2 separate regions of the Arachis hypogaea genome follow, and region 2 is linked to region 1. The links are chromatin contacts, called in public Hi-C maps. All regions are on one chromosome and are shown on one strand. Each heading gives the region's core, a stretch centred on a gene start, on an enhancer-like site or on the middle of the called end of the contact. The rest is flanking DNA. Distances are from core to core; before and after follow the strand shown.

Region 1 (3,008 bases), core at 230-2,729:
AATCGATTTCTAACCTTTTTTTTGGAAGACATTTTCGTCTCCGATGATTGGAAAATACAATGATGTCCCTGACCCTTTAAAATTGTGGACAAATCTATCCCCCGTTAAACTCAGCCCGTTAGCCCCGTCGAAAAATGCTGAAGTGGCTGCCGTGGCTCTGACGTGGACGTAACAGGATGACATGTTGGCAAGACTTTCTGAAAATAGGACATATTAGGATTTGTCAACGTGTCATCCCGTTACGTCCACGTCAGAGCCACGACAACCACCTCAGCATTTTCCGATGGGGCTAACGGGCTGAGTTTAATGGGGGGATAGATTTGTCCACAATTTTGAAGGGTGAGGGACATCATTGTATTTTCCAATCGTCGAGGACGAAAATGTCTTCCAAAAAAAAGTTCAGGGACCGATTTTTCCTTTTATCTATATTTTATAAGAGTGACAAACGGATTAGTCCACCCAGCTTAACGGCAGAGTGGCGGGTTAAGCCCATCAATTTTCGCTTTTTTTTTTTGGCCAATTTTTATTTTTTTAATTATTAAGTTATTAAATATTAAAATAAATATATAATTTTACAAACTTATAATTTCTAAAGACAAAAAATTATAATTTTTAAATTCACAAATACTAAAGTTTTTATAATTCTAAATATCTAATAAACATAATCATTAACCAAGTTTTTTGAAATAAATAATACAACTGACATTGTCTAATTATCCAAAATATATAATTAAATTAAACATTGTCCAAATTTCTAATCAATCAAATATAATTCTAATTATAACTTAAAATAAAACGGACAAACATTTTAAATACAAATAAAAATAATTTTTTAAATTCAATTATCATATTCATCTTTTTGTAGAACGGAGGATTCAATGGATAAGCCTGCCCCGCCGAAATCCACCAAAACTTATGAATTAGACGGTACAGAGTTAAGTTGGTCCGCTGAATTTTGACTTGTTTATCATTCTTAATATTTTATAGAATAATATTTAATTAGAATTGTCAAATGAATATAATCATAGATACAATACTTATTTGAATGATTAATGGTTAGTTTTATTATTATTTGAATTTTTGATGATAAAAAATGATTATTTATTTTTAATTTTATGTAAAAATCTTATAAGTTTAGTATGACTACGGAATCCGATAAGTTGACCAAAACTTGAGGCTAAATTAACGGACTTTCTTTCCTTTTCGGACAATAAAACGGCTGTCTTCATGATGGTTTTAAAGGACATTGTTGTGTTGAGTTCACTGTACTTGTATGTTGTGTCCTCGTTCGAACGTGATCTGATATCCTTTTTGGGACCCACCATCACTTCCTCACTTCTCATTCTCATCAAAATTTATATTGCATCTAAAGTCAAAGATACTAATATCTTCATCAACTACTTACCAATTTGAGTTTTCATATGCACACTTTTTTGTTTGTTTAAGTATATGTTCAGATCTTAATTTGCGTACATGATAACTCATTAAACACGAACAAGACCCAATAATTAAATTCAGATTCTCCACAGATTAATTCTTATTCCGATAACTTCTTCAATGTGCACTTCTCATTTCCTAATTTTATGGGTTATTATAATATTATTTTTCTCAACATATATAAATAACATATTAAGAACAATTTAATAATTTAATGTATAAACAAGTTTGATAGGTTGAACCAACATATGCATGAATGGGAAGGTGTACAAGAATTTGGCATCCCTTGAAGGCAAGCATAGCATCAAATTCATTCCCCTCTCTTCCTAAATGAATCAAAAGCTCTTCATAAATAGTTGAGCTTTCATAATTTCCTTCCATCAATCAGGTTGTTCCATATCAATGATGAGAAAGTGGAGCAGCTCAAAGCATCTGCTATGGCTGTTTCTTTGGTTACCCTTTGTGGTTCAATGCCAAGAAGTGAATGACTATGACCAAATTGATAACCCTTCTGTTCTTCCACTTGTTACTCAGCTTGTCTATAGTAGACTTTCCAATTTGACTTCACTTCTCAGCCAGGAAATTACCACTCACTCCACTTTCTGTGTCAAAGATCCGTAAGCACTTTCTTTCTTTGATTATTGATTCGTTTTGATTCAATTTTGGTAATGTTCTGAGCTAGTTATGCTCAAATTTTAAGTCTTGTATATGCTTTAAATGTTCATAATTGAAAAATGTTCACACTTCGTAATTTTATTTGCAACAAGAATTAAACCAATCAAGAGGAATTCCATGGATGAGAGAAAAATGGAATTTGAGTTCTTTTGTTCAATTGGCGCACAGAAATTGATCTTTATAACGGTTTATAGATTTATTGTTTAAGGGATGCTGATTGGAACCAAGCATTTAATTTCTCATCAGATTTGAGTTTCCTGGCTTCTTGCATTAAGAAGACTAAAGGTATGATTGCTAAGAATCACAACACCTTTTATGAATCAATGTAACATTCAAGGTGTATATTGATCTTGATTATTTTGAATCTGATTATTGAAACAGGAGATGTCACAAGGCGTTTGTGTACAGCAGCAGAGGTGAAGTTTTACCTAAGCAGTTTGTTGGAGAGATCTACAAGTGCCAATTATTTGAAGCCTAACAAGAACTGCAATTTAACTTCATGGTTCGCCGGTTGCGAGCCGGGTTGGGCCTGCAGTGTTCCTTCATCCCAGAAGGTTGACCTTAGAAATTCAAAGGAGATTCCTGCAAGAACTTCTAACTGCCAACCTTGTTGTGAAGGATTTTTCTGCCCTCATGGTATCACTTGCATGATCCGTAAGTATAAACAACAATCTTTATGAATCATTTGTAGTTTCTATGTACAATAACATTAGAAGTAGTAACACTAATTGTTGCCTATCTCTGCTAAATCTGTGTCTGGTTCCTCTCTACTTGAAATTCTTCTCTCACAGCGTGCCCTTTAGGTTCCTACTGCCCTCTTGCTAAACTAAACAAAGCAACCGGTGTATGCGAACCGTGAGTCTATTCCTATCCCTTAAGTTGGGAGCTTTCTTGAG
Region 2 (3,008 bases), core at 331-2,830, 150 kb before region 1:
AAGACATTTAGTCATTTCTCGTATGATGATGATGATGATGATGATGATGATGATGATGATGATGATGATGATGATGATGATGATGATGATGATGATGATGATGATGATGATGATGATGATGATGATGATGATGATGATGATGATGATGATGATGATGATGATGATGATGATGATGATGATGATGATGATATTTTAAAAATATAATAATAAATTTTTTTTAATATTTATAATATATTTAATACATTAAAAACAAAAAAAATAAATTTTTATAAAATATTTTTTATAATATAAAACACAAATCAATAAAATTCTAATAATAATAATAATTTGTGGGAGTGGGACTGTGGGTTGTGGCTAATTTTTTTTAATACAAAAAAAGATTGTGTGTAATTTATTATTATAAATAATTGGTGTATTTTTTATATATATATTTTTTTAATTTTAAGTAATAAATCATACCTTCAGATTTAGAAAAATAGAAAAATTTGAGGCTCAGGTTTTATAGTGGTACAAATCTGAGGGTCAAATCTATATATTCAAAAAAATTTAAAATAAAAAAATTTAAATCTAACCTTTAAATTTGCATTTTTTTTAAAAAATTTAAAAATTACAAATTTAATCTTTAAATTTGTGATATCAACAAAAAAAAAAAAAAATACCACAAATTTAATCCTCAAATTTATAATATCTATACAAATAAAAAACACACAAACTTTCTACCTTACTAAAAAATACTACTACTATCACCCCCATATGAAAAATACAGAGCCGTGGGTTGTCTCTTATCTTTTTGATTTGTGAGCTTCTGCCGTACTTTTGAAATTAATAGACAAAAGACAAAACCCAAAATAAAAACTAAGAGGAGGTACAAAATGGTGGTTGAGTCAGTGATAGGCCACAAGAACATAAATGCCAAATGGAATAAATTTCTTATCTTATCTACGACACATCAGGTACACTACCATGTGGCCCGGTTTAGAATTCAATTCACTTGATTTTTTTTTTGGTCTAAAGAGGTTTCAATAATAATTATAGAATTTGTCGTATAAAATTCATTCTGTTGTTATGCTATCTATTTTTAACAGGAAAAAAAAAGTGGGTGATTAATTTTTTTTTTTTTTATATTTGTCTTGTATTTTTACCAACATTAGTTGATTTCTCAATTTGTTCACAAAAAGCATTGATTCCCTATTCTTTTTCATCATATAAAGTGATATTTCGAAATAGACACAATTTGGTTAAAACTCATAAGTATATGTTGTGAGATATTTTCATTTTTGTAAATTTTAACAAGTCAAAAAATAGTTTTTTTATATATATATATATATAACAAGTAGCTGATATTAAGAAGAAGCACATAAAATAATCTCTATTTAATATGTTAATCCCGTAAAATAAGAAGCACAAATAACTAGTATATATCAAGTTATTAGAGGCTTTAATTTATTAAAGTTAATCCAAATATTATGTACCAAAAAGAAGTTATTTAGTTTTTTTATGGTCATATAACAACTCATCCACTCTATACACAACACTAAAAAAGGGTTCATACCAAGTTATTGGGCTCTATCTTATAAGTGGCTCAAGCAGAGTTGGTACTTTTTCTTTATTGGGCTTACCAAGTTGTCCAACTTCTACTTCTTTGCCCTATACGCCCAAGCTGTTTAATGACAGCCTCCCAGCCAAAGCCCATAGGCCCAGAACCTTAAGTGCAATATTTTTCCTATACATGTTCTTGGGTCTTCTTTCTTGTTGTTGTATCTTTTTGCGCAGACCCATCCCCCAAAAAATCGTGGAAAAGGTTGTTGTTACTAAGTTGAACTGAAAAAAAAAAAGGAAAACAACTTTGAAATTTTTTCCCTTATGGAGGGACATTCATTCTCGCCTAGAGAGTAGCTAGGAACCTAGGTTCTTCATCATGGGGCACCCCTCCTTCATCTCCTCAAACACGTAAACCAACACTAAAATCTAACGCAGAACTAACAAGCCATTCTTCTCAACTATCATACCACTCAGGTTCCATATAATGTCTCTTATAGCCATCATCACAATGCAAACATGTTGGGAATAAATAGTATAACCATAATTTAATTAATCATGTGTGAAATAATTTGTTATTGTTATTATATTAAAATATTAATATAATAAGATTTTTAATTAAATTTAAAAATTTATCATTATGATAGTAATTATAATATTGAGAGATAAATCTTTTATAATTTAATCTAAATTGTTCTTGGTCATAGAATTATTAAAAATGACATTATAATTCGAAAAGATCAATATATATATAATGGTCTTCATTAGATGAAAATTAATAGATCTCATTTATTAAATTATATATATAGATGGTGCATATAGAGATATGTCCATTGAACTGACTCACTTTGAGAATTTCTAATGGTTATAATTACCGCATATTTGTCAATAGGATATTCTCAAAATGAATATAGTAATAGAGTTCCTTTGACCTGCGACTATCATAGTAATTGACAATGTATTTATTATACTTTAATTCCGGACACCTAATACATTAGGGTGCTAGTTGAATGGATATTAAGTATGATTTAAATACTTAGAGTTAATGATTAGTTAATAAGGAATCTGTCAACTCTCGGTAAAGAGTTTGAGCTCTATGATTATAAGGACTGAGATGAATAAAACTTTGGCCAAGGGGATTGAATGAATAAAGAAATGAGTTTCTTAAGTCACATTCACAGTTCATTATAATAATGGTAACTGTAACACCCTATCTTTTAGCACCTCATGATCGTACTAAAAACCCAGGCGTCACGTACCTCTAAATCTTTTTATTCTATACTATCTTTATTTAATATTGAGCCTTTGAGAATACAAATCAAACTTTTACTTATGAAAACGAAGATTCTTTATTTTAAACCAGTTAACCACAAGGTATATATATACTCACATAGTATTAAATACATAGATTTATTCAAAGATCTCCAAATACAAGTCCTACCCTTCTAGAAACTAAAAACAATAAACGA

What was found. A called contact is a pair of places that touch in the nucleus more often than the background predicts.
Region 2: a Hi-C map of leaf shows a contact between it and region 1, with 3 times the contacts expected there. The contact joins the enhancer-like site here to the promoter of LOC112779308 in region 1. A contact is called at or near these places in 2 of 8 Hi-C or Micro-C datasets (leaf and an unstated tissue).

The regions. Positions count from the first base shown.
Region 1 is chr19:145,191,952-145,194,959 of arahy.Tifrunner.gnm2.J5K5, reverse strand. LOC112779308 (ABC transporter G family member 24) reads left to right here and starts at 1,479. Exons shown (of 14, transcript XM_072227775.1): 1 at 1,479-1,729; 2 at 1,826-2,054; 3 at 2,321-2,397; 4 at 2,494-2,766; 5 at 2,904-2,967. The coding sequence starts at 1,690.
Region 2 is chr19:145,339,078-145,342,085 of arahy.Tifrunner.gnm2.J5K5, reverse strand. No RefSeq gene overlaps it. Among protein-coding and RNA genes, the nearest start is that of LOC112778968, 9.8 kb to the right of the region's middle. Within about 2 kb of position 1,580, at least 3 of the 3 cell types and tissues checked have open chromatin away from gene starts, as enhancers often do.